Linked DNA regions of Mus musculus: regions 1, 3, 4, 5, 6 and 7 are each linked to region 2. The links are chromatin contacts, called in public HiChIP or PLAC-seq, Micro-C, capture Hi-C and promoter capture Hi-C maps. All regions are on one chromosome and are shown on one strand. Each heading gives the region's core, a stretch centred on a gene start, on an enhancer-like site or on the middle of the called end of the contact. The rest is flanking DNA. Distances are from core to core; before and after follow the strand shown.

The links. Promoter capture Hi-C pulls out the DNA fragments that hold promoters and counts their contacts. A called contact is a pair of places that touch in the nucleus more often than the background predicts. HiChIP or PLAC-seq counts read pairs in DNA pulled down with a chosen protein or histone mark. Capture Hi-C pulls out chosen DNA fragments and counts their contacts.
Region 1: an H3K4me3 HiChIP or PLAC-seq map of forebrain shows a contact between it and region 2, with 5 times the contacts expected there. The contact joins the enhancer-like site here to the promoter of Rasd1 in region 2. A contact is called at or near these places in 5 of 39 promoter capture datasets (the 3T3-L1 cell line, the C10 cell line, cranial neural crest and 1 more), 4 of 484 Hi-C or Micro-C datasets (the G1E-ER4 cell line, adipose-derived mesenchymal stem cells, nephron progenitors and 1 more), 3 of 115 datasets of contacts at active chromatin or transcription factors (embryonic forebrain, forebrain and neural tube) and 1 of 9 other capture datasets (embryonic stem cells).
Region 3: a contact with region 2 is called in a capture Hi-C map of macrophages, with 2.5 times the contacts expected there. The contact joins the promoter of Olfr225 here to the promoter of Rasd1 in region 2.
Region 4: a contact with region 2 is called in a Micro-C map of embryonic stem cells, with 3 times the contacts expected there. The contact joins the promoter of Mprip here to the promoter of Rasd1 in region 2. A contact is called at or near these places in 1 of 484 Hi-C or Micro-C datasets (embryonic stem cells) and 2 of 115 datasets of contacts at active chromatin or transcription factors (embryonic stem cells and pancreatic cancer cells).
Region 5: a FOXA1 HiChIP or PLAC-seq map of pancreatic cancer cells shows a contact between it and region 2. The contact joins the promoter of Tom1l2 here to the promoter of Rasd1 in region 2. A contact is called at or near these places in 2 of 39 promoter capture datasets (cranial neural crest and liver), 3 of 115 datasets of contacts at active chromatin or transcription factors (embryonic stem cells and pancreatic cancer cells) and 1 of 9 other capture datasets (adipose tissue).
Region 6: a promoter capture Hi-C map of the C10 cell line shows a contact between it and region 2. The contact joins the promoter of Nlrp3 here to the promoter of Rasd1 in region 2.
Region 7: a contact with region 2 is called in a promoter capture Hi-C map of pre-B cells, with 2.7 times the contacts expected there. The contact joins the enhancer-like site here to the promoter of Rasd1 in region 2. A contact is called at or near these places in 12 of 39 promoter capture datasets (the 3T3-L1 cell line, the C10 cell line, the HPC-7 cell line and 10 more), 1 of 15 datasets of contacts at CTCF or cohesin (pro-B cells), 9 of 484 Hi-C or Micro-C datasets (Sertoli cells, cerebellar granule neurons, cerebellum and 5 more), 3 of 115 datasets of contacts at active chromatin or transcription factors (astrocytes, forebrain and memory CD8 T cells) and 1 of 9 other capture datasets (embryonic stem cells).

The regions. Positions count from the first base shown.
Region 1 is chr11:60,395,159-60,399,268 of GRCm38.p6, forward strand. No RefSeq gene overlaps it. Among named protein-coding and RNA genes, the nearest start is that of Atpaf2, 20 kb to the right of the region's middle. Within about 2 kb of position 1,558, at least 8 of the 459 cell types and tissues checked have an H3K27ac peak or open chromatin away from gene starts, as enhancers often do. A contact at or near this core is called in forebrain, where this site is marked.
Region 2 is chr11:59,962,545-59,966,216 of GRCm38.p6, forward strand. Rasd1 (RAS, dexamethasone-induced 1) reads right to left here and starts at 2,400. Exons shown (of 2, transcript NM_009026.5): 1 at 1,976-2,400; 2 at 637-1,822. The coding sequence starts at 2,261. The coding sequence ends at 1,266. Med9 (mediator complex subunit 9) reads left to right here. Exons shown (of 2, transcript NM_138675.3): 2 at 1-762.
Region 3 is chr11:59,611,657-59,615,347 of GRCm38.p6, forward strand. It overlaps Olfr225 (olfactory receptor 225), which reads left to right and starts at 1,310. Exons shown (of 1, transcript NM_001011740.2): 1 at 1,310-2,569. The coding sequence starts at 1,310. The coding sequence ends at 2,569.
Region 4 is chr11:59,660,340-59,663,979 of GRCm38.p6, forward strand. It overlaps Mprip (myosin phosphatase Rho interacting protein), which reads left to right and starts at 2,168. Exons shown (of 24, transcript NM_001368931.1): 1 at 2,168-2,609. The coding sequence starts at 2,487.
Region 5 is chr11:60,351,319-60,355,241 of GRCm38.p6, forward strand. It overlaps Tom1l2 (target of myb1-like 2 (chicken)), which reads right to left and starts at 1,587. Exons shown (of 15, transcript NM_153080.3): 1 at 1,439-1,587. The coding sequence starts at 1,490. Drc3 (dynein regulatory complex subunit 3) reads left to right here and starts at 2,062. Exons shown (of 14, transcript NM_029044.2): 1 at 2,062-2,114; 2 at 2,784-2,882.
Region 6 is chr11:59,540,488-59,544,573 of GRCm38.p6, forward strand. It overlaps Nlrp3 (NLR family, pyrin domain containing 3), which reads left to right and starts at 2,199. Exons shown (of 10, transcript NM_145827.4): 1 at 2,199-2,380; 2 at 2,582-2,902. The coding sequence starts at 2,626.
Region 7 is chr11:60,303,870-60,307,661 of GRCm38.p6, forward strand. The region is part of intron 1 of Tom1l2 (target of myb1-like 2 (chicken)); the gene reads right to left. Among named protein-coding and RNA genes, the nearest start is that of Gm38501, 47 kb to the left of the region's middle. Within about 2 kb of position 1,947, at least 95 of the 459 cell types and tissues checked have an H3K27ac peak or open chromatin away from gene starts, as enhancers often do. A contact at or near this core is called in the HPC-7 cell line, astrocytes, hematopoietic stem and progenitor cells and 3 more, where this site is marked.

The DNA.
Region 1 (4,110 bases), core at 308-2,807, 430 kb after region 2:
GCCAGACGTGTGAGGGACTCTTGCAGATGATCATAGCTGCTGATTCCCAGATGGCAATGGCTATGCCATGCCTAGAGGACAAGAGTTCCACATTCTCTGCTCTGTCGTCTGCCTCTTCTACAGTGCTCCCTGCACTTTGGTGAGGCTGACTGCTAGAGATGCATAGTTATTTTCATCCATTTAGGACTGAGCACTGGCTGCTACGCCTCAATATTTACTTGTTCTCAGTAGTTTAGGCAGGTGTGTCTCTACAGTAGCCACCACTTTAATACAAAAAGAAGCATTGCTGACTAACGCCAATCACAGCAAAAACCTCTGGGCATAAGCACAAATATTAGAAACCAATTTGAAAACCAGACTGGGGCACTGTAGTGATCTGAATATGTTTGGCTCAAGGAGTGGTACCACTTGGTGGTATGGCCTTGGAGTAGGTGTGTAACTGTGGGCATGGGCTTTCAGACCTTCTTCCTAGCTGCCTGGAAGCCAGTCTTCTTCTGTTTGTCTTCGGAATAAGGTGTAGAACTCTTGACTCTTCCTGCATAATGCTTGCCTGAACGCTGCCATGCTCCTTCCTTGATGACAGTGGACTGAACCTCTGAACCTGTAAGCCAGCCCCAGCTAAATGTTGTCTTTATAAGACTGGTCTTGGTCATGGTGTCTGCTCACAACGGTAAAACCCTAAGGCAGGCACATACCTGTAATCCCAGGAAGATCAGAAGTTCAAGGTCATATCATTAATCTTCAGTCATATAGTGAATTTAAGACAAGCCTGGGTTAGAAATACCGTCTAAATAAATAAATAAAAATAAAAAAGGACTGGAGACACAGGTAGGGTAGAGAGAAAGAGCAAGAATGAAAGACCCAGAGGGAGTGTACATATTTTGTTAGTCAAATAATATACATTTAACAAGAAAACAATAGCTTCTCCACTAAAACCTATGCCCTCCTTTAACACAGATTTTGTCCTGGCATGGGTCCCTGTACTGGCTAGTTTTGTGTCAACTTGACACAGCTGGAGTTCACAGAGAAAGGAGCTTCAGTTGAGGAAATGCCTCCATGAGATCCAACTGTAAGGCATTTTCTCAATTAGTGATCAAGGGGGAAAGGCCCCTTGTGGGTGGGATCATCTCTGGGCTGGTAGTCTTGGTTCTATAAGAGAGCAGGGTGAGCAAGCCAGGTGAAGCAAGCCAGTAAAGAACATCCCTCCATGGCCTCTGCATCAGCTCCTGCTTTCTGACCTGCTTGAGTTCCAGTCCTGACTTCCTTGGTGATGAACAGCAATGTGGAAGTGTAAGCCGAATAAACCCTTTCCTCCCCAACTTGCGTCTTGGTCATGATGTTTGTGCAGGAATAGAAACCCTGACTAAGACAGTCCCCACTGTGGAGTGGGTCTTCAATCCAAATGGAACGTAGTTTTTTGTACCCGTGTATCCTGCCACTATTGCACCTGTGGGGATCTTGCATGGATGTCATGCTGACAGCCTAAGACATGAGGCCCACAGCTGAGCAGGACCCTTGATGAGAATTCTCCCCTTGCAGCCTGCTCAGTGCTCCAGCCAGCATGAGCCAGTCGGGAAGGAGCTTCCAGTTCTGGCATGCCGCCAACAGCAGTGGGAACTGTGTATACTGTGTGTGTGCCTAAGAAACCTCCCCCACAAACAACTCGGGGAGGTAGCCCACCCCGGCCCTGGAATTCTTATTCAACAACCTTATGTCTTCTGGCTGTGCCTTCTCTTACTCACAAAGGTGCCTTCTGAGTTGACACTCTTGTATTTGGGGGTTTTGTTTGTTTGAGACAGGGTCTCACTATGTATTAGCCCTGGCTGACCTGGAACTAACTCTGTAGACCAGGCTGGCTTCAAACTCAGAGATGTTGCCTCTGCCTCCCAAGTGCTGGGATTAAAGGGCGTGCAGCATCATGTCTGGTGTTGCTCCTGTTTTGTTTTTTTCTATATAGACACAGGCTGTTGTAGGAAGTTCTCAGCCACTACACTTGGTGGCACTTGTGCCTTACCTAAGTACAAAATTCTCCACACTGTTCACAGATGTCCCCTGACCCCTGCATGGGCTGATTTCCCATGTGTGTGCCTCTTAAGTACATTTGCATGTCCTTCAGATACATTTCTAAATCTGTAAACATCTCAGAAATTAACATTATGTGGTAGATCCTTTTTATAGAGTGGGCAGGTTCTCTGAAGGCCCACCACCATCTGTTCCGAACCAGTGCCAACTGGACGAGGGAGTCAGCAGCTAAGGATACTAAAAACTTAGCTGGTCCAAAACAGCATGAAAGGGTCCCACAGTGGTGCTGTGGGAGGCACTGTGGTATTTAGCTCTCTGCCATCCATAAGCCTTCATGTCTCCTCATCCTGGGCCCAACACACCTCTCTCCAAAACAGTGAACTCAAAGGACCAAGGGGAGCAGGGCCATGCTCATCTGTTATACCAGCCTCTCCATCTGGCTTCCCAGGTCTATCACACTTTTAGCCAGCACCCTGGTGGCGTCTACCTCTCCTTAGCCATACCTGGCTACTCAAGGGCAGGGCAAACATCTCCATACCCAATATATGTTCTTGTAAGAAAGAAATGTACGCAGCTTACTTTGGGGATAGGATAGGGGAGACAGGCTCAATCTTTGCCTGTGCTGCCCAGCTGTCTTCTGAGAGCTGTTGCTCAAGCTTTAATGTCTTCTAGAGCCTCATGAGCTCAGACTTGGCAGTTTTGACTTAAAGTTCCACCTCTACGGGAGTCTTGCTGTATCAGTCAGGGCTCTCTAGAGGAATGCTTGAGTAGGGGGATGAGCAGGTATTAGAGTGGTTTACAGGCTGTAGTCCAGCTTATCTCACAATGGCTCTCTACCATCAGAAGGTCCAAGAATCCAGTAGTTGTTCAGTCCACAAGGCTGGATGATCCAACTGGTCTTCAGTATATGCTGGAATCCTGAAGAAGTAGGCTGTAATGCCAGTGAAGGAATGAACTTGCTATGAGAGCAACCAGGCAGAGAACAAGACTCCTTCTGTCCCATCCTTTATATAGGCTACTCGCAGGAGGAGTGGCCCAGGTTAAAGGTGGACCTTCCTACCTCAAAAAGCTGAATTAGCTGGATTTTACCATTTCAAATGATTTAATTAAGAAAAAGAAAAATTCCCTCACCAGGATCTCAGCATTCAGATCCCTGAGTTAGAGGCCAGCCTGGTCAACAGAGTGAGTTCCAAGGCAGCCAGAGCTACACAGAGAAACACTGTCTTGAAAAACAAAACAAAAACCACAAACCAAAGCAAACCAGTTTTTCTTTTTGAAGAACTGACAAGAGGGCTCAGTAGTTAAAAGCACTTGCTACTTTAAAGGACCATGGTTCGATTCTCAACACTAATATGGCAGCTCGCAACCATTTCTAATTCCATTTCCAGGGAATCCAATGACCTCTTCTGGCCAGTACATGGTGCACATACATACATACAAAATAGACATACACATAAAACAACAAAATTAAAATTTCCCCCCAATTCAAGTAGCTCAGAGACAGGTATCGTGATGCACACCTGTAATCCTAACACTCAGGAAGTTGAGGCAGGACAACTCCAAGTTTACGGCCAGACTCAGCTACATCATTCCAGCTACATAGCTCTATATCTGGGCTATACAGTAAGACACTATCTAAAAGGAGAAGGAGGAGGAAGAGGAGGAAATAGGAGGAGGAAGATGAAGGAGGAAGAGGAGGAGCAGCAGCAGCCATAAAGCACAAAACTTAACCATTTTTGAGAAAAATTTAAATTCCTTGTTATGTTGTTAGTAATCACTGTTAATATTTACTTCCAGAAGTATCTTTTTCTGACTAGTATTGCTCCTGAAATGCTCTTGGTGTTCTGTTTTTGACATCTCTGCACTATTAACTATTTCCATTAAGTTTTACTTTTGCTATTGATGCCTTTCATCTTTCATTAGTTCATTATTTCAGTTTAAATCTAATTAAACATTTGGTACATGTATGTAAGTTCCAAAGTCCTTAATCTTGCATAGTGTCCCAGAGTCTGGTCCCGCGCTGCTGTCACTGTTGCTTTACTAATAATCACCCTTCTAGAAATACTGGAAAAGAAAAAACGTCAAGAG
Region 2 (3,672 bases), core at 1,150-3,649:
ATCCCTTGAAGGTCAGAACTCTCTTGGAAAACCAAGTGCTTGGCTCCGCAGCTGCAGCAGTGTTGACTCCTTAGAGACCATATTGACTCCTGACCCTATTTCTCAGCTGCAGAATTGGAGGCTTCAAGGTGACACTTGAACCCTGAGTTGACAGTAGGAGTGGCAAGGAGATCTTGGTCACAAACTATGAGCCCTTAGCCAACAGGGGGATGGGAAAGTGCAGAGGAGCTGGGCCTCCCCTGCTTGAGTGCTTCTGGGAGCTGCACTAGAAGCGAGCTACTTTCCCTGGCCAGGTCCTGGGGCAACCCTGGGGCAAGGGATAAACACAGAGTGCAGGCATCTTCCCAGACACACCTCTCCAGCTCAGCCTCCTTATTTGTGGTAATCAGAGTCGGAGTGTGACAGCTTCCTGTCACCTGCCATGATTAGCAGGTGGCCTGTGGAGGAGAGTATGAATATTCTCCAAAACAAGGCCCCCTGGTATAGGCCAAGTGAGGCAGAGGGTAAACAGAGCCAGGAGGTCTAGAGCAGGTCCCACTTGGAAGTGGGAGGCCATTTTCCGAAAGCCAGGTCCCTCTCCAGTTCTTGGCCACTGGCACTGAGCACTGAGGCAGGAAACCTAAAAGCAAAGCACCATTTTCCGTTTCTAAATTATTTTATTTTAAATAAAAAATAATAATAAAGACCTCACACAATAGAAATGTAGAGATTTTGTTCATGTCACATTGACACTGGAACTATTAAAGTGCAAGTTTTGTGTTTTGTTTTTCTTTTGGGTAATTGCACACACACATGTAAACAAGTCACTTGGCTATGATTGAACACCCCCCCCCCCCACCTCCAGCCAAAGTTTCCAGTTTGCTGAGGACAGAGGTGGCTGACAGCGGCCATGGCAACACCAATCACAGACAAGATAATGCCCTATTATTAGTCCTGCCCTGAAGCGAGCAGGACAGTTACTTTAAGTCTCACAGGCTGATGAACTTCACACGCTTTTTCTCAAACCTCTTGAGAAAAATGCCAAGCGCCCCTCTGCTGGGTCCTGGCATCCCAGAATCGGAGGTGACAGCTCCTGTCTTAGCTAGTTCTCTTTCCTTTCACAGCAGGTGACTGTCCCTTACTGGCTTGGTCTCCCCGGGCTGGGTCTCAGGGAGGGAAGGAGAAGGCCAATTGGCGCTCCTGTGGCACGGACCGCTAGTCCAGGAATCCGATTTGACTTTTGAACAAAAAAGGTCCTCAGGTTGTGTGGCTGACCCTGGGGGCTCCTAACTGATGACACAGCGCTCCTTGTCCTTAGCCTGGCTGCCGACACTGGTTTTTTCACGAATGTACATGAGGTCGCTGTGCACGCTGGGTCTGCGAGCAAAGGGCGCCAAGATGCCAAAGGCATCGCCGTGGTCGCCCCCGCCTCCGCTGCCCGCACGCAGAAGCTTCTTGTTCCTCAGAGCCTTCTTGTGCAGTACGTCGCAGTACTGCACAGATACCTTGCGGTGCAAGTCGGGGCTCATCTCGCTAGGCAGCTTGGCCATGGCAAAGAGCGCACGGAACATCTGGTCCAAGCTGCTGTTCTTCTTGGCTGAGATCTCGAAGTAGGCACAACGCTGAGGGTCGTCACCCACCAGCTGCTCAATCTCCCGCTGCTCTACTTCCCGGTAGAAGTCCCGGTCCCCTTTGTTACCGCAAATGACCAGCGGCACGTCCACATTCTCTTTGGTTTTGTTCTTGAGACAGGACTTGGTGTCTAGGATCTGCTGTTTGAGCCTTTGCACCTCTTCGAATGAGTCGCGGTTGTCTAAGCTGAACACCAGAATGAAAACGTCTCCTATAAGGGAACGAGTGGGAAAGGTGAGGACAGCTGCCAGGCACAGAGCTGCAGACACCCCAGGTGAAGGGGCAAGCCCCAAGCACAACACACCAGCCCCATCCACTCCCCTCAAGACTCCGGTCCCCCTATCCCCGTCGACTCCCCACTCACCTGTGAGGATAGAGAGGCGCCGCATGGCGGGAAACGGATGATTGCCGGATGTGTCCAGTATGTCCAACTGGTAGACTTCGCCGCGGATCGAGTAAAACTTTCGGTGGAAGTCCTCGATGGTAGGGGTGTAAGCATCCTCGAAACGGCCCGTGAGGAAGCGCGACACAATGGCCGTCTTGCCCACTTTGGATGAGCCGAGGATGACCATCCTGTAGCAGTTCTTGGCCGGGATACTCAGTTCAGAGTCGCTTGGGCACATCTTCTTGATCATCGCGGCCAGTTTCATTGGGTAGAGGGGCCCCAGGGGCGGATGCGTGGCCGAGAGAAGGTAGAGAGAGGGCTGCAGAGAACTCCGGAGTGACGGAAGAGCTTGGCTTCGGGACTGCGCGAGCTGGTCTGGGCTCTTGGGTACAGACAGCAGGCTCAGGCTTTCCGCGCCCCACACCGCCCTTATATTCAGTTGGCCGAAGCCCGGCCAGGCACCTCCCAGCTAAGGTGCGTCACGTCCCGCCCCCGGACGCGCCCAGCTCCTCCTAGACGCAGCGACCTCCGCCTTGGAGCCTGAGGCTCCTCTTCAGACCTACGTGCGCTGAAAGGAAAACTAAATCCAAACTACGGCCAGTGGGATCCGGCGCTTCCCACTTTTGGCCGCAGAGGTCCTGGCTGTGCCTTTGATTCACTTACCTCTGGGATCTCCATTCTCTTAACACTAGTGCACAGACACCCACTTTTCTTGGGCCTTAGTTTCCCCAAAAAATATTATCTGATGATAGCAACAGATTTGCTGGACATTTGCCCCAGGGCCAACCCCTTAGGTCCCCGGACTCTTGGTGCTCTCCTGGGCTTAGTGTCCGGTGTTTGTGGGTTTTCTATGTTATCGTCCGCGCTTTGCGCTTCAGCCACCAGAGGGAAGCAGGGAGCCCCACGGACCCGCTGGGATGCCTAAGGTTGTGGCCACTCTGGAGAGGGGCAGGAGGCTGGCTGGGGACCCTGACGGGGAGCGCTGTCATGGACTTCCTGTGCTCTACTTTCCCAACTAGAGAGAATCTGATCGATGGGGACCTCAGTAGAGGAGAGTCTGTACCTGACTTCATACTTCGAGACAAGCCCCTTTAAAAAAAAAAAATCAAAACAGGCCAGAGTACCTACAGCCTCCTATGGCTTTCGGGACTTTCCCCTCTCGTGGGCCAATTCATCGTCATTTTGCACTGAGGTGGCTGACTGGGGCCGATGATCTCAGAGGAGGCCTGGAAGCACAACCTTCACTGTAGTTCAGTTTCCCTTTCTGAAAGATGACACTGGTTCCTTGATTGTAAAGATTAAGTACAAACACGTTCCGAGACCAGGGCCTGGTCAGAACAATAAAAGTATAGTATCAGGGAGGCTGCCTAGGGGAGGAAGCCGGTGGCAGGTTGATCAGTAACCAGGACTGAGTGATGCTTGAGGAGAAACGGGACGCGTCTGCTGCTTGTAACTGACGACACAGGTGAGCTGTGTTTATTCTGCTCTGACCTCGTCTTATTTAGGAGAGGCCCAGAGACCGAGTGGCTGACAAATGCCCCTTGCCCATCCAGGCAGTCTTGGTGTCCCACAGGCAGGGCTAAAGTCATTCCCACCCATCCAGATGCTTGCACTATGATCCAGGATTTCAACAGAAACCCAGTCTCTAGATCAGCAGTGGGCATCCTGCCTGGAGC
Region 3 (3,691 bases), core at 60-2,559, 350 kb before region 2:
CACCCTTTGCCATTGTCTTTTTGTATCTTGGAGCATGTGATATTTATTTTCTACTTCTTCTATTTTTCATTCATTGTATTACTGGATTCCCTTTTTTAAACTGGAAGCAAAGCGTGGTTTAAAGTGTAGCCATGAGACAAGTAACAGGCTGTTGACTTGTGGCATGCGGGGTATGAGGGAGGACAGCTGCCAGCTTCTGTTGCCCAAGAACATGGCTGCGACTTTTCTTAAGAGAAAGGCCAAGCACAGAGAACCATGTGCGGGAAGATTTCAGCCTTTAGCAATCATTTTTCTTCTCTTGGGAAAAATGCCCTGACTCCCCTTTCATCTGAGGGCCTCACCTGGCTGCAACATCTCAATCCTGGACTCGGTCTCTTCATGCATCTCTCAGAGATGCAGGTCATTCTGAGGAGAGGTCTTTGCAGCAAACAGGGCTTGGGTATTCCTAAGCATCCTCCTGACAGGTGAATTCCTCCTTGCAGACCAGCATCTTAGAACGCTGGGGCTTCAGGAAGCTTGAAAATCAACATGTCTCATATTTGTGAGACATTTTGCTCTTTTTTTTTTTTCCTTCCTGTGTGCCATAATTTTCAGAAAAACTCCACACAATGAAAGCTACTTTGGGTCTCTTAGGCAATGTCACTTGAATCACTAGGTCACAAGGTGAGACCAAATCTTTAGCTTTTCAGAAGTCAGAACATTTAGGACCATGGGCTCTTAGTTTCCTGGAAGCATAGTTAGTCACTGTGAGTAACTTGAATGCCAACGTGTGCCTCATTCCCTTTCCACCTGTAACTCGTGGCACAAGATCATAAGAACAATAGCCTAGGTTTTTATGCAACTGATCTTTGATGACTGAAACATGGACATGGGGTGAGGAAATGGGAGATCCAAGCAAACTTCTTGAAACAATTTCACAAAAATGAAAAGGTGATTGTATCAAGTTTTTGAAAATCACTGCAATGTTAGAAGACTCTGGGAAAGTGACTTTTTAAAATGTTACTTTATTTCTAAAAATATCAATAGGTGCTCCATTTTTAAACTAAAAAAAAAAGATTTGAACATTTATCCGTTTACCTTAATTAAATGGATTAGAGTGCTCTTTGGGGGATAGTTTGAGCTTCCTTCCATGGTAGACAAATATCTTCTCCTGGTACCTCACCTGACAGGCAAGCATTAAACAAGTCGCTACAGTTAAAATATTGATGATGTGGTGAAATACGTCCCTGCTGGGGGACCGTTTGTGTCCAGATCATCTTGGCTTTTTCCTAATGCTTGTGTGTCATGCTTTCTGAACAGGTCACAGCTGATGGAGAAGAACAATGAGAGCTCTGGGGAGTTTATTCTCCTGGGCTTCTCTGACCAGCCCCGGCTGGAGATGGTCCTCTTTGTTGTCTGTACGGTCTTTTATTTTCTAGCTGTCACAGGCAACTCAGCCATCATCTTCCTCTCCCTCATGGACCTCCGGCTACACACACCCATGTACTTCTTCCTCAGCAACCTGTCCCTTCTTGACCTCTGTTACAGCACCAGTAGCATCCCCCAGTTCCAGATTAACCTCTGGGGCCCACGGAAGACCATCAGCTTCGTAGGATGTGCTGTTCAGCTCTTTGCCTTCCTGTCCGTGGGGGGCATCGAGTGCATTCTCCTGTCAGTTATGGCCTACGACCGCTTTGTAGCTGTCTGCAAGCCACTGCATTACCTGACCATCATGCACCCACAGCTGTGCCTGAAGCTGGCAGCCTTTGCCTGGCTCGGTGGCACAGCCAGCTCGACACTGATGTCCCCACTGACCATGTCTCTGGGGCGGTGTGGTCATCGCCGTATCAACCACTTTGTGTGCGAGATGCCGGCTATCATCCACATCTCCTGTGTGGACACAAGCTGGATAGAAGGCCTAATTTTCATCCTGGCCATCCCTATTGTTCTTGTGCCTCTCATTATGATCCTGGTCTCCTACGGCTACATTGCTGCCGCCGTCCTGAGGATCAAGTCTACAGCTAGTCGGCGCAAGGCCTTCAACACCTGCTCGTCACACATGGCGGTGGTGTCTCTTTTCTACAGTAGCATCATCTACATGTACATGCAGCCTGGCAATTTGGCAAGCCAGGACCAGGGCAAGTTTCTAACTCTGTTCTACTGCCTGGTGACCCCCACGCTAAACCCTTTCATCTACTCTCTGAGAAACAAAGACATGAAGGCGGCCATGTTGAAGGTTCTGGGAAAAGATAGAAACCTGCTCGACCCGCAGGGCACTGACAGGACCTGGAACTCACCTCACTTGTCCATGTGTTTCGGACCCATAGTGAATCATAGTGACAATAAGCCAAAGGTGGCAACGATGTGGTGTCTTGTATCCCATAGGTCCCAGATCAGTGATGTATATTACTGTCTGCAGGGAAGGGCCTCCATTTTATTCAAGGAGATAGGACTTCTTACAAAAAAAAACCCCAGCAAACTGACAGAAAAAGACCTGTGGCTTCCTTTTTTGCACAGAGTGGAGGAAATGATTTATTTACAGCTAACCTGTGATGCTGTTCAGACACAAGAGGAAGGAGGCACCGTCTGACAGAATGTGTGCGCATGTGCCTGTGTGTCAGAGAAGTAATGGGAACACTTGCTCTCTCCCATAGAAAGCTGTCTCAGTTTTCCAGCTCTATTGCTCCACCCTGTGGAGCAAACATTCCCATGTCCTCTGATGGTCACCAGCCAACCCTCCTCCCTGTCCCCGCACAAACGGACTTAACTGTTTAACTAAAAGCATTGCTTATTTTAAACTTCAGGTCATGGCCCATGTATAGGTCACAAAGTGAGTTTAGTGAATGTAGCAAGCATTTCAAAAGTAGCACAAAACAGAACAGATTGGTCTATGGAAACATGAGTCAGCTGTGTGTTTTGATTTGACAAATGTGTTTTGGTTTTTGGGTTTTTGTTTTTTTTTTCTCTTGTTCTTGAGGCACGATCTCTGTAGCCCAGCGCCCCTCCTTGTCTCCCAAGTGCTGGGATTGCAAATATTTGGATTACCATGTTCAGCTTCGTTTTTGTTGTTTTCTTTTCCTTCTCTCTTATTTCTTTTAGACTTTTGCGGGGCTGGCATGGAAGCCAGGGCCTTGCCTACCCCAGGCAAGCACTTGACCTCGGCACTCTCTACGTCTCAGTAATGAGTGGGTGACAAAGCTTGCCGCCAGTGCTCTAGAGTTCTCGTAGAACCAGCTCCCGATGGATCGCTCCCGATGGATCAATCAGGCCTTCTGCATCAGAGAAAGACTGGGCACCGAAACTTTAAGGATGGCAGGGAGTGTCTAGGGAGCAAGGCCATCACTGCTTATGGAGGAGGACTAGTGAGAATGAACCAAGATGAGGCTATCAATGGCAGTGATGATGGCGATGCTAACCATGAGGAAATAAAACATTCAACTCATCCTTCACCCTCTGACAGTTATGAAGTAGGACTGTCTTAACACTGAAAAACACGTCAGCTCGCTTCACATTTTCCCTTCTGATTTACAGGGAATACCAGAATGAGAATGTGAGTTTGTTGTAGATGCAAACAGAATGTCTTTTATTCTTTCCCTTTCAGCATTTTGTACAAATACGTGAGTTGCTCCCATTAGTGGGTGTCTTAGTCAGGGTCTCTATTCCTGCACAAACATCATGACCAAGAAACAAGTTGGGGAGGAAAGGGTTTATT
Region 4 (3,640 bases), core at 918-3,417, 300 kb before region 2:
CATACCCACAGCTGTGACACCAGTGGTATGTGGCTGGCCTGGACAACGTATGCTGGGCATTTTCTTAATAGGGTAGCCTTGATTGGCCCCAAGAAACGGGTAGAACTTTAAAATATATATTTTTTGAAAACTTGTAATTAGATTTTAAATGTATTTCGTGTGTGTGTGTGCGCGTGCGCGCGCGCACATACGCACACACTGTAGCACACACTGTACTACTCATCTGGAGGTCTGAGGACAACTTTCAGGAGTTTGTGCTGTCCTTCCACCATGTGGCTTCAGGGGACTCATCTCAACTCATCAGGTGTGGTACCAAAGGCCTTTACGCGCCTTGCAATCTTGCTGGCTCTAAGTCTTTCTTTTAAACAGCTTGTACATGCTCATAAAACAAAACCCGAAAGGAACAAAAAGGTTTTATATTGAAAATTTAAAAGTAGGTCACCTCCCAATAACCCAGTTCTTCTCCCCAGAGGCCACCACTGGTATCACTTTCCGAGTATTCGGTGCAGACAAGAACCGTCAGTCTCCCTTTACCCCTTCCCCGTCTTTATTCTGGAAAAAAATTTAAATCAACAAGGTCGCAAGGATAGTCCAGTAAACACCCTTTCCCAAAATTCACCAATTAACAATTGGCCACATTATGTGAAGTATTTTGCAAAGATGATTATCACCTAATGCTTGCAACACCTTACATTCATGTCAGTTTTGTCCATGTGGTCAGTGAGGTGCCAGTGAGGGCAAAAGACCTGCCCACAGCTGGATCAGAGCTGGGCTTTCCCCTCAGGCTGCAGGCACACTTTGATCTGGGCTCCTTCATTCCTGATTCCTTGTGCAGGAGAGCATTTCTTTCTCAAAATGGAAATGCACCTCCCCGGGGTAGTCACCAGATGACCAGTGGAAAAGTACGCAACTCTGAAGGCATTTCTCTCCTAAAGCCTCCTTGTGACCTGAGCGCAGCTGCTCTCAGTGCCACCACCTGCTCCAATATCACCTCCATTGTGAAGAATGAGTTAGTTCAGCCTGTTAAAAAACACAGGCTGACTTCTGGAACTGCCAGCCAGCTGAGCCTGGAATCTCAGGTCAAAGTGATTCCTCCTTTCTGTCTTGCCTCCCTCACTCTTTCCCTTTCCTCTCCTCCTTAGCCTCCTTATAAAGGTCTCATTACGGTCCAGACTGGCCTTAAACTCTCCACCCTCCTAGATCTACTTTCAGAGTTCTGGGACCACATACTCCTTTCTTGTTCCTCCTCCCCACACTTACACCTGCATACCTTGGGAACAGTTCTGCATGCTCTCTGCTTAGATCCATTTCACTGCTGCTGGGAACAATTTGCCTCCTAAGGAGCAGGGGTTGTCCCCCTCCATCCCCCTCCCCTCCGCCCATTCTGGACTCCTCTGTCGTTTCCTTTCCAAGTGGCCTTTTGCCTGGGAGTCTGGACAAGAGTGGCCTGTAGTATATAGTTCAGGCCCTTCTTGCAGAGTGACCTTGCACAAGCTATTCGCAGTGTCTGAGCTTTTGTCTCCTCAAGCACAAAACGGAGGTAAGAGTGCGTACGTAACTCTAGCAGAATTGGGCTCCCATAATAGAATTGACAACTCCTCACGGCTGCTGACATCTTCTAGTCACCTCGGAAACACTACGTCTTATTACTTAACTGCTCCGCGCGCCTCAGTTTCCTTACGTAAAACCGGAATGGTCACGGGAAGGTTATGGAACTTTAATGATCTAAAACACGGGAAGCACTTGAAACAATTTCTAGTCTTTATGGTGGCATCTGGGTCGACCACAGACCTAGCACACAGTAGGGGCGCAGGCTAGACGAGGCAGAAGGCCGCAGCGAAGAGACTACGAGAAAGACAGGGGCCCGCAGGGAGACCGCGGAGATCTCCGGCGTCCTTCCGGGAGCAGCCCAGCCCAACGCCGCAGCTGTCAGGCCGCGGGCGGCGGCGCCAGTCCACCAAACCTGAAAGTTCCATCCCAGCGCCTCCACCTTCCCAGCCTGGACAAGTTACCTTGCGCCCGCTGCTCCCGGTCCCGCCCCCGTCATCCATTGGTCGACGGGTTTCTTTGTTAGCAGGAGCGTGCGGGTGCCATTGGCTCGCGGGGCTGCCGGTTGCGGTGCCCCGCCCCACCCCGCCCCTCCCCGAGTGCGCGCGGCGCCCAGCTCGGTTCGTTCGCGGTGGCGGCGGGCGCCGGGTGAGCGCGACGGCTGGACTTGCCGGCCGGCGCCTTGGGGGCGGCCGCGGTGGAGCCAGCGGCCGGAGGCCGCGTCCGTCCATGGGCCCACAGCGGCCGGGCGGCGGGGCGGGGCGCGAGGCGGCGCGCGCGCTCTGAGGCCGCGGCGAGCAGGCGGGGCGCGGCGCGAGAGGGGAGGCCTTTCCGGGCCTGCGGCGGCCAGCGCAAAATGCGGCGGCGGCCGCGCTGAGTCCCCGACCCCCGGGAGAGCGCTGGGCCGTGGCGGCCCGCTCCGCGGCCGCCTAGCCGACATGTCGGCGGCCAAGGAAAACCCGTGCAGGAAATTTCAGGCCAACATCTTCAACAAGAGCAAGTGTCAGAACTGCTTCAAGCCCCGCGAGTCGCATCTGCTCAACGACGAGGACCTGACGCAGGTGAGCTGCCGCGGGTGCGGAGCTGAGAGTCCTGCCTGCGAGTCGTGCCGGGGAGCGCAGAGCCTGCGAAGGCCAAGAGAGAATAAAAATGGAGCAGGGAAAAAAAATGCGTGAGAGTTGGGGGATGGGGTTGGAATGGGGGCGGGAAGAGTATCGATAGAGCTGGGACAAAGGGAAAATCCTCAAGAATGCCGAAAAATAACATCCTTTCCCGTTCCCATAGCTCTGCCGTGTGATTCATGCTTGTTGGGTGACTCAAAAAAATGTCTGGTTTCCCTGGATAGGAACAAAGTGGGGCTTGCTTGCCACTTGTCAGTACTACCCCCCCCCTCGCCCCCCTCGCGACTTGTCTTGGGACTGGACGCAGACTTGGCCACCAAACTGTCCCAGGAATTGGCATGTTTGCGTGGGTCACCAGTTTCCATCTTGTGGAATAGAGCCTGCTCTCCTTCTAAGTCACTGTCACCGTCAGGGTCTGAAGAGAGATGAGGTGTTTCTCTTCAGATGGGTGGGTCTTGCTCTTGAACTGAAGGTAGGAATAGCTTTTGTCGAGGGGTAGGGGCTTCCCTTCTTGGTTTTGCTTTCTGGCCCAGGAGACCAAGAAGACCTGTACATTCTGGGGAAAGTTGGTTTCCCCCTCTGTCTGCCCTTAATTTGTTAGTCAGGATTTTGGACCAGGTTAGACGCTCTTCCTAACCCGTGTCAAAGTCACAGTCATGGAAAACAGAGTTCCAGACCTCCAAGTCACAGTCATGGAAAACATTGTCCTAGATTGCCAAAGACCTCCAACCCCGGAGCAGTGTAGGAGATTGGGAATTTGTGTTGGTACAAGGTCTCCAATTTGGGCAACTGGCCCTTGGGAACTGGTTGCTCTCCCGTTTCTGGTGTTGAGGATTCCTGGCCTTGTTTGCAGCACTTTGGGAAAGCACTATATATCCTGCTCCCCTTTCCCCTCGCCCACTTCCTTTGCCCCCTGCTTGCTGACTTCAGTGGAGTTCCCCACACGGTCCAGCCAGTGCCACCTAGTTGTA
Region 5 (3,923 bases), core at 337-2,836, 390 kb after region 2:
TACAGAGCCCAGTTCATAAAAGATGATTTCAACCAGCCGGCAGACCCAACTTTAATTTTCAAAAATGTTACATATGTGGGCGTTTTGTTTGCCTGTCTGTGCACCATTTACATGGTATGTTTAGGTATGTATATAAAAGACACCAGAAGAGGGCAATCAATCCCCTGGATGTGAAGTTACAGCCAGTTGTGAGCCACTATGCAGTGCCAGGGCCTGAATCTGGATTAACAGCCAATGTCTTTAACCGGTGAGCCAGTTCTCCAGCCCCAAGTTTGTTTGTTTTTAAAGCTAGTCAGCACTTTTGACTGATCTGTTGGCATAAGCTCCCACCTTGGATGAAAGGCCAAATTGCTTTATTATTCATTACTTGCAGTGCTGGATCCTAGATCAAATCCAGGATTTTGTGTGTGCTAAGTTAATGCTCTACCACTGGACTATTCCCTGGTCTGCCAGTGTTTTCTTCTGTAAGGAAACTTCACAGCGGCCAGTGCCATTCCTTATGCAGCATGCGGCCCGCCTCTAACTCCTTACACTACTGACAGCTGCTCTGATTACTCTACTACCACTTTATGTAGTGGGAGAGCAAGAGGCAATGTAAGGAGACGCTTAATATCAACAAGGAAGATTCAGAACTTTAGAACTTGAAGAGTCCCACCACATCTTATCTCCAAATACCCCGTGTGGCAGACAAGAGAACGTCAAAATATAAAGCGCACAAGGTCAGGAGGAGCGTCCCTGGCAAAGTCACTACTGGAGTCCAAGTTTCCGGGATCCAATGGACTGCTTATCAACAAAGCAGCCCTGCCTCCCTTCTTTCCTAGGAGGCCTAGGAGATTCTGCCGCCACGCCATCCCCCTGCCAAGCCAGTCACTTTCCCCGAGGGCCTCCCCCATCCCAGTCCCTCCTACAGCCTGACTGAGTTGCAGCTCAAATTAGAAGTCGTGCAGCATGGGGCATTTTCTGGGAAAGTGCCCAGCCTCAGAGCCATTGGTACCAATGAGCAGGGACAAGGACGGAAGAAAGAGTTCCATTCCACAAAGGCTCCGGGAGACAGAGGCCCTGGGAGCAAAGGCAGCGAGATACCTGGGGAAGAGTACTCGCAGTGACATCTCCCAATACGCAAGGGTAAGCAGACTAGCATGGACACTACTTCTGGGGAGAGACTTGAAAGGCTGGGCCCTGATGGGCAGGGATGCCGGGGACCTCTCTAAGTCCAATCGGCACCTCGGGGGAGCCTCCTTGTAGGGTGAGGTGGCACCAGCGTCAGGCAGAGGCCTCGTGACAAGGATGCCCAGTCCACCTTTGAGATGACACCACTTATTGGCAGAGGCCCAACCCGCACGTGAGGTGATTTCAGTGCCGGGAGGAGGCCCGCGGATCTCACCAGCCCGGTCAGCCGCTGTGGCTCACTCGACGCCTGCCCCACGCGCGGCCTTACCAAGACACTGCCCTACAGGGGTGCTGAACGGATTCCCCAGCAGGAACTCCATCTCGGCGGGCCTCGTTCCAGCCCGGACTCCTGTGTGCCACGGGTCTCCGCTGCCCGCGCCGCGTTCTGCCCTGACTGACACTTGCCCCCGCCCCACCCTCCGGAACGCTGAGCGCCCGGCCTGACCTCGCCCTCTGGGTGCATCTCTATTGGGCAGCGTCTAACCAGCCCACTTCCGATTGGACGACACTCCACTCTCAGTGAAGTCCCACCCACCCCGCGGCGTCCGATTGGGCACGAAGCAAGCTAAGTCACTAGGGTCTCCGTCAGCCTAGCGGCACAACCCCCGGACCCGCCTCCAAACGAGTGGCCGTTCTTCTTGATTCATTAGCACGTTGGTCAGTCTAGAGAATCTTTACTATTATTGGATAAAAGGTGTGTCAATCGTTTACATAGGCGGGCAGAAAGAAAGCGTAACTAGAAGTTGAAGCTCGTTGACTGTGCTGATTGGAGAAACGTTTGTTTTCTTCAAGTCTGGTTGGTGTTAGAAATATGGCCACGTGACGAATCAACTTTCACCCAGGATATTTATCGCTTGACTTCCCCTTAGCAACCAAGTGGCGGTGTTTGGTTCCCCAGCAACCAAACGAAGCGTCTACTGCAAGGGGAGACAGTCCTTAGGAAGGTAAGAATCAAGAGTTTAGCTCCAGAAGATTAGAGGTTGCATGATTGAGGTCTGTCTTGTAACTCTTCTTGGAGGACTCCGACCTGACCCGTCTCATCTGTAAAATGAGCACACATGTCATTTTTACACTTGTACTGAGACTTAATCGGGCTTTTGAAAAAGAAAAGAGCGTATAAAATCTTAAACTAGCAAAAGCAAGTAGGAAAAGGGTCCATCAGCCAGTTTCCTGGCCTGATTCGTTTCACTGAAAGAGAGGTACCCGATACACTGATAACTCATTCTAGAGTTTGGCTGTTATATCCATCCTCTTGATCTGCAATAAGGTATTTCATTTGGTGCCGTATGAAGTGTTTGCGATGAGAATAAAGATATCAAGGTTCCATCTCAGTCTCTGTCAGTAATTCACTCTATGACTTTGGTCACAGACCCCCCCCCCGGCCCCCCACATACACACATACCTCAAGCCTCAATTTCCCTATCTGGGAAGTAGGGACACTAAGATGTCCCTTTTAAATAGCTCCCAGAACTGGCATGGAGTTAAATAAGTGGAGTGCACTGAGAGTACGACAAGGACTTATTCTCATCAGTTGCTTTTATTCTCATTACTGTGGGACTCATAGGGTCTACATAGTGTTTCAGGTCCAGCTAACCCAGGCTGTTGTTTCCCAGGTAAACCAGTGACGAGGCTACCTGGTTGATTTGTTTGTAAAGCTTTCTGCTGCTTCTCCACATCCTACCTCTGGTCTTCACCAAGGACACTATCATCAGGCAAGTCAATGGGACCCCCATTTGGATAAATTATTGACATCCTCCCCATAGGGGAGGATTCTTTGGGCCTTGTTCTGTAGGCAGAGAACATGTGACAATGTCTGTCCCTAGTGTGCTGGGTACAATAGAGTTGTGATTAAGAAAGTGGATTCTGTGTTAGACATGAGGTCGTGCCTCTTGGTAAATCTTCATATTAGTCAATCGAGAAATTTCTCTTACAGAGATCCCTACTGTGTGCTTTCATAGTTCCATACACCCACTAACCTGTCAATGTTTGTAAGTAGATATTGGGATAATTTATTTAATTCAAGTGTGGTTCAGAAGTCAGGCCACACCTCTTCAGTATCCTTTCACAAGGTTGGTTATAGAGAGCCGCTCTGACCTTGTAGCTTTCACAAAGTTCTCTCTTTCACTCCTTACAGATGTGAGCAAACCCAGCTTCCCCTGATTCCTGGGCCAAGACATACCTGAATTGCAACTTTACTCTCTTAACTAAGCCTGCCACCGTGCCAGGAGTCATGTAGACTAGGTCAGGTCAGGTCACATGGTATAGAACTAAAAGCCACCACTGTCGTTGTCCCCCCCCCCGCCCCCCAAAACTGTGAGTCGTAAGTCCCTTTGTTCTCTGGATCTGAGGGAGCTAATGGAACTGGAAGATTTGTCTTTCTCTTCTGGGCACCATGTGGCTGCCAAGATTCTGATGCAATCTCTCCTAGTGCCCTCTCACTTCAGGGCTCCTCATGGCTGTCTGTGGCCTCGAACCTCTGACTCTCCTAGCAAAATTCTTCTGGAGGGCAATTGATTTTAGCACTACTCCTCTTTCAAACACTATTATTGGGTCAATCAATTACTTTAGCTTAGGCATAACCTTCCAAACTAGATTTTGTCTCAGACCTTCCTATAAACTAAGTTCCTAGTGATGTCCCACCCCTCTGTATTACAACCACTCTGGTCACTCACTTTCCCCTCCCCTCCCCTTCCTTTCCTTTCCATTTTTGTTTGTTTGTTTGTTTGTTTTGACACAGGTCCCTCTGTGTAGCT
Region 6 (4,086 bases), core at 949-3,448, 420 kb before region 2:
TCTTGGTAGCTTATTTTGCCTCTTGCTGTGTTGCTTTTTGGGAGATGCCTAAAAACCTTCACTACTGTATCAACAGGCTTTCCCTGTCTTCTAGGCTTTTGGGGCTTCAGATCTGCTTAGGCCTTTAGCACTCTGAGTGGATTTAAATGTGGTGTGAGATCAGATAGTTTTATTCTTCAGCATGTAACTATCCAGATTTCTGGAGACCAACCTAGTAATGCTTTTTGCGTTTTGCAGTACTTGGGACCCAGTCGTTGGGCATACCCAGGGTCTTGGGCACGCTCAGTAAGGCAGGGGGCTCCTGTCTTCCTGAGTCTGGCTGGTCTGCTTCTCTTCAGCCTTAGCATTTGCATTCCTGTTGCTTCTGTCCCTGAATCAGCAGAGTCTCTGCCCTTTCACCTGTAGAGTAGCATGAGGAGCTGCCTCATTCAGGACACTGAGAGAGTACCTCTTGCTCAGAGTTGGTTGGAGTCTCTGCCATGGTCAGACAGTGGTTCTACAGTGACCAAGGGTGGCAGAGAAGCAGGTCTGAGCGGCCATCAGTTCCCTTGTCCTTCGGGGTGTAAAGAAAGCCAAGCACTTTGGCTTTTTCCTGGGACACAGCCACCTCAGCCTGACAGGTGAGACCAAAAGTCATGGAGTAAGACTTATGCTTTTAAAACTAACAGGAGATGGAGAACACTTGGAGCTGCGTGCTGACCACCTCCATGCCAGGAGAAAGAAATTAGAATCTAGGGTTTCAAAGCCTGATTCTGTCCTCAGCTCTCCACACACTGGTTCTGCTTGCCACTGCTTATGTCCCCCTCTCTGGGATCCTAGGCCTCACTGAGCTGCTCGCTGCCTGTGCTGAGCCCTGAGGTTTCACTTTTTCCCATTGTTTCTAAAGGCTTCTGCAGGGAACCCCCGGGAATTCTGGTCTGCAGCTTAGGCTTACACTCAGAACTCTATTGCTTGGGTTTGGAAAATCCATCCAGATGAGTAACTGCCAATCCGTCTTTGACAGTGATGCAAGCTTGTTCACGTCTTGAAGCCACATCCTTCCTGTCTCCAGTGTCACAGTGACCCCTATATATTTATCTCATTTCCCCTTTATTTGTACCCAAGGCTGCTATCTGGGTGAGTACAATGTCATGGAGCAGAGTGGATAAAAGGTCCAGGGTATTTTTAATGGCATGATTTATCTTAGTCAATAGACAAGGAATTTCTTTTAGACTCATCTAACATTAAGGTATTTCTGGGATGTTCTGTTTGCTGTTACGTGGTTCATGCATGTTAGGGAGGTGTGTGTGCGCGTGAGCGCTCACAGAAGAAGCAATTATAGCTCCCTAGGACTTAAACAGCATCTACTCAGGGTGGCAGAGGGTGGACTGCCTGTGAGGGGGGGAATGTGCTGGAAGCCCAGGGGGCAGCTAATGTAAAGAGCAAATCTGTTGTGGCAGGTCTTAGCAGCAGGGGGCAGAGGGCTGAGAACTCCTGGGAAAGACTAGGAACTGAGGGGTCAAAAGTCTAGGAGGATCTGTGGAGCTGGGGCAGCAGTCAGCAAGAACACTAGAGATGACAGAAAGATGTGAGGTGCGGCAGGAGACAGGGAGAGGAGATGCAAGAGTGGACACGAGACAGGTACATCGAGCTTGGGGCACCTTCAATGTCATCTTGCTGTCACATGAATATCAATTCGGAGGCCATCACCACCTTTCAGGCACTTTCCTCTACCATCTATGGCTTCAGTCTGAGAAAGCCACTTAGTGTCTCTACCACTCAGCAGAAGGAACCTACACACCTCAGTGGAGAAACTAGATGAGAAGAGTAAAAAGAATCAGGGCAGCATCTAGGCCCAGAGTTCTGACTAAATGTGAATCACGATGCTCGTTATAGATGTGAGATGTTAAAGAGCCGTTAAAGCGATGTACGCATGTAGTCTTCCTCTTTATATGCACACAATTCCACCTGATCGGGTTCTGTCTGTCAGTGGGAAATAGAGGAACACTGAAGGGTTAGCTGTCAGCCCGTCTGGGCTGTGAGTCCTCACCTTGGTGCTCTGGGGTTATTATAGCTTATTTTCTCCTGGCTTCCTCCTTCCTTTGAAAATAAAAGCAAGAAACCAGGGCTTTCCATTAAAAGAAATCGGGAAGCAATCTCTTCTGCTTTCTCAGTGTCTGAAGGAGGAAGCTGAGGTTGAGAAACAGTGAAGGCTGTGCCCAGGTCCTAGCCTCGTCACCATGGGTTCTGGTCAGACACGAGTCCTGGTGACTTTGTATATGCGTGTTCTCTGTATACCACATCTGATTGTGTTAATGGCTTTCTTATTTTTATCTCTACAGAGGAACTTTTCTTCCATGGCTCAGGACATACGTCTGGATCAAGCTAAGAGAACTTTCTGGTAAACATTTGGCTTACTCAGTTCTTACTAAGTCAGAGATGGTGATTCATTAAAAACCTGTACCAATCTATGGGGTACCCTTAGAGGTTTCAATATTAGCATCTAGTTTCCTGTGTTTCTGATAACTTCGTTTTCTGGAAGTGGAGACTTTTAATACCATTCTTCTTTACTCCCATGGGGTTTTCATTCCTGCACTGCCAGTGTGGACCTAAGCCCCGAGACCCTCGAAAGGGCTGCTGCTGAAGATGACGAGTGTCCGTTGCAAGCTGGCTCAGTATCTAGAGGACCTTGAAGATGTGGACCTCAAGAAATTCAAAATGCATTTGGAAGATTACCCGCCCGAGAAAGGCTGTATCCCAGTCCCCAGGGGCCAGATGGAGAAGGCAGATCACTTGGATCTAGCCACACTCATGATTGACTTCAATGGCGAGGAGAAGGCCTGGGCCATGGCTGTGTGGATCTTTGCTGCGATCAACAGGCGAGACCTCTGGGAAAAAGCTAAGAAGGACCAGCCAGAGTGGAGTGAGTAAACAGAAGGGTTTTTGGTTTTGTTTGTTTGTTTGTTTGTTTCTTACAGTAAGGTACACGTGACATAAAAGGTGGAATTTTAGTAATTTTACATATATGGCTTAGCAACAAGAAAACATATGGTTGTGCAACCAACTTCTCATCTTGCACAACTGAAGCTCCCAACACACTAGATGATAAGTCCCCATTACCTAACCCCATCTCCTAGCAACCACCGCTGTTTTCTGTCCCTGTGAACTTTACCTCTATGGATTCCTCGTGCAGGTAGATTCATGGAGGGCTTGTTTCTTTTGGCTGGCTTACTTCACTTAGCATAATGTGTTCAGGTACATCAGAATTTCCTTCTTAAAAAAGGTTAATGTTGAATATTCATGTGTGTCTATTACATTGTGCTTGTCTCATCTGTGCATATCCATTTGCTATGGATAACTATGTCTATTCAACATCTTCAGTTCTCTGGTTTTGAGTTCGAGTCTCAAGTATCCCAGGCTGGCTCCAAACACAGAATCCTCTTTTCTCTGACCATGGGTTTTCCTTCTCTCCTGCAGGGGTACGGGAGGGTGAGGGTCAGAGGGAGGGGAGCAGTGTGGTTTTCTTAATTCTGTAAAAACTCCGGTCTCAGTCTTCACTCACTCGCAGGTGACTGTTGTGGCTGGTTCCAACCTCGTGAGTTGGCTCAGTGCTGAGGTCCTCCTCTGGTTCCCCAACCAGCTCATAGCAGATGCTCGTCTGCTCTAAACCAGGGAAGCAGCAGAAGGGATTTGGAATAAACCAGGGAAGTCCCAGGCAGAAGATGCTGAGTGGGAGCTGCGGAAGGAAGTAGTCACCGGAGATAAGGATGCTGGGGTGGTGTGACTCAGCAGTAGAGCACCTCCCTGTTATGCACAGGGATCTGGGTTCCACTGGGCCAGTTGGAGATGATGATGAGGGGTGTGGCAAGGCAATGGCAATCCGGGAGAAGGAGACGGAGCTAGGTGGCAATCCAATTGCACATCACAATGCAGCCGTAATTGTTCCTGACCTGAGAATGTGTACAACAGGAGTGAAGTCTCAGCAATACAAGTCCTGACTGAGCAATTTTAGATTTTGTTTTTCAAATTAAAGCATTAAACGTTTTTAGCTATTTATGTTGTGTGCCTGTATGTGTGTGCTACGGCACCTATGTGGAGGTTAGAGGA
Region 7 (3,792 bases), core at 697-3,196, 340 kb after region 2:
TGATGGTACAAGTCAAAAAAAAAAAGGGGGGGGGAAACTTAAGGTTTTTTGTTTGTTTGTTTGTTCTGTTTTTTTAATAATCATTTACTTCCAATGAAAATAAAGCAAAGATGACCATGAGCCTGGAATTATAGTTATTTTGTTTTGTTTTCGAGACAGTGTCACTATGAAGCCTTGGCTGACTTGGAACTCACTATATAGACTAGGCTGACCTCAAATGCATACATATCTACCTGAACCTAATATGTACTTTACTGTTCATTTATTAATCCATGATATATGAATGACTGTAAGCCAGGTGTTGTGGCACACATCTTTAACCCCAACACTGGGAAGGCAGAAGCAGGAGAAAGTTCAAGGCCAGCCAGGTCTACAGAGTGAGTTCCAGGACAGCCAGGACTACACAGAGAAACAAGATTTAATTAATTAATTAAAAATCTATCACTCCTCAATGGCCGGTCAGGTCTAATATGAACACTGTGCGTACTAATTACGGGCTCTATGCTTTCTACACTTTTAAAGACTACAATTACCCTACTTACCTTACCTGGATAAGACTTATAATCATTTCTAAGTCATTTCTAACCCAAGAAAACCTATGGAGAAAATGAAATTTCAATACATTTTTGTTTCAAAAGTAGAAAGGAAAACCAAGAACTCATGAGAACAGGCAGCACTCATTCCCAGGTCAGCCAGGGCAGTGATGCGGTCCCTGGACAGTGCTAGCAGCCTATTATACGGAGACAGGACCTTCCACTTTAGAGGATCCCTTCAGAAACGGTTTGACTATGCTGAGCAGCTAGGTTTCCTTGGGTAAGGAAGTGAGGAGGTATATATTTTGGAACAAGATAGGTCCAGAGTCAAACCTCACTTAGGGGTTACTGGGATACTGGGCACAAGGGGTGCACCTCAGTAGCAGCATGCATGCCTGGCATCCCAGGACCCTGGGTTTCACCCTAAGCCCTTTACTCCAAGCATACACACGTATGTGTGCATTGACCTGGATATAGGCATGGAGCTTTATTCCCTTGATTCAGTATCTCATCTGTAAAATGGGACTCACAATATTAACAAGGATGAAAATGATTCTGCCATTTCCTTGTATACCAGAATCGCCTGCAGAGTTTGTTTAAAATGTAGATATGTGCATCCTGAGCCCAAAGATTCTATTTCAGTGCATCTGATGTGGGGCACAGAAATCTGTGGGGATTTAAATTATTTTTCATTTTTAATTACACAATATGTAAATATATTTCTCCCTTGTAAAATATTAAAACATTACCTTATCAGTTATGATTGCATTCAGCTGCAAGCAATTAAAAACCAACATTTGCTTAAGCAGATGGGGGTTTATTTTTCTCGTGGAACAAGAAGAAATCTTGAAGCAGGTAGCATGAAGGTACAGTGACTTGAGAACTATGTGACTGTCATCATCTACTTGAGGTTACAAGACAGTGGCTGCTACCTGAAAGCCCATGAAACAGGAAGGGAGAGGGTACAAAGGCTGGGGAGTGTCCACTTATGAAGGAGTGCTCCCCTAGGAGTCTTCAGCTTACAGGCCAGAGTTTATAGGTGGCCACTCCTAGCTACAAGGGAGCCAGAGAAGGTAGTATCTTAGCTGGGCAAAGCCACTCCAAACAGAACCAAGGTTCTATCAGTGCACTGGTTAGGGCCTGACACACACTAGAGCCACCTGGGTTGAAGGAGTCTTAACTGAGGTTGCCCCCATCACAACTGACCTGTGGGCATTCTGTGGTACACGTCTCTGGGACATTTTCTTGATTGCTAATTAATATGAGAGGGCCCAGCCCACTAGGGCAGTGCTACATATAAAAAGAACAGCTGAGCAAGCCAGAGGAAGCAAGCCAGTAAGTAGCCTTCCTCTGTGGTCTCTGCAGTAGAAAGAAAACTAGGGCGGTATGGAATAAATGAGGAACAGTAACTGGGTACCTGCTGAGCAGTTTCACTTTCATTACAGAGAAAGGCTACATTCTCTATGGTGCGCCCTCTCCATCAATCCTGGCTTCGTGCACATTTTAAAGAAACTCTTCAGGAGATTCTGGTGCCCCCTTAAGCAGCTTTTTGGGAATTACTGGCAAACTTACACAGAGGTTTCTACATGCCTTGAGAGTTCAGCTCAGTGCAGCTGCAATTCGAAGTAACTCATGAATATTTACTCTGATCTTCTTTCCCTTCTCTAGAAAACTTAACCTGTTGTTACAGCCACACCTCACGGAGGGCTGGCTGCAGATGGGAGACAATAATGGGATGTGGGAAATTATCAGCTCGTTTTAGAAATCAAAACCCAGGGATGTGCCCTGGGCCCAAAAACATGAGGCTGATGGGGACAACAGCATCACCCACAAGGTGACTGACCCCCTACCTAGAACACAAGGGTCACTGTGCGGATGACGACTGAGTCAGGGACAGGGAAGTGGTGAAGCCAGAGCAGGCAGCTGTGCGTGGAAATAAAAAATAGTTCACAGAGTTTAACATGTGAAAGGTATACCTGTGCAGACGAAACCTGTGCAGACGAAACGCCCTCCTCCCACCCCCCCGGGAAGGCAACCCCACAACCTCTAAAACCTTAGGCTAAAACAGGCAACTTACGCCTGGCTCTTTCTTTTACTTAAGAAAAAAAAAGATTATTTTATTTTATTTTTATGTGTATGTATATATAACTACTGTATGTATGTGTACCATGTGCATGCCTGGTGCCCATGGAGGCCAGAAAAGGAGTACTGGGTCCCCTGGGTCACAGACGGTTGTGAGCTGCCATGTGAGTGCTAGGGACAGAACCTAGGTCCCCTGGAAGAACAATGAACACTCTCAACCCTGAGCCATCTCTCCAGTCATCTGTTTTGGTTTGGGTGTATGAGGAGGGGCAATTTCTAACAAAAAGACGATTTCTTTGATCGATACACAGGCATCTGTAAGCTTAGCTATAGGGATCCCAGGTAGGAAGATTATTTGAGCAAAGAACCAGAGACGAACTAGGAAAGGTAATAAAACTTCATCTCAAAAGAGATAAAACTTTCATTTTAAGATATATCCGTAATTTTAAATTTTATTTTATTATTTTATGTGTATGGATTTTTCCCTACTCAGATGTCTGTGTAGCATGCGCATGCAGTACCCAAGGAGGCCAGAAGAGGGTATCGAATCCACTGGAACTGAGTTACATAGAGCTGTGAGCTGCTCTGTTGATTCTGGGAATCAGACCCAGGACCTCTGGGAGCCATCACTCCAGCACCCATTTTATTTTATTTACACACAGAGAATTTTTTTAATTACTAATGCTATCTAGTCATCAAGAATAACAGGATAGTTTTTAGAAGGCCTTTGGTGGGTCAGTTCATCCACCTCTACGCCATAGCTCACATCTGGCCTTTGTGTACAATTATACAGCAAAAAAGGGCTGCAGCCAAAGCAAGTGTGTGATTATGTATGTAGGACAGCACGGCAAGGCTGCTGACTATGATGGCAATGTTTTGACATCTGAAACAACGGTGATTTAACAAGGAGAAACAATCCAGAATAAAACACAGGCTCAAGGTCCCTGTGGTTTGCTGATGGACGTGCTGTAAAGGCCAGTGGATTTATTACTCAGCCACTGTATTGCACTCAGCTGCCAAACTACCCTGCACACAGCAATTAGGGTGGAACTCAGGACACTCCATGCATTACATATAAAGCCTCTGAGAGAAGCCAAAATGCACAAAACCCCAAAGCATGGCAAGCAGCCAACTTAAGAAAAGTTTTCTAGGGATAGGAGGGATGACTGCCTGGTGC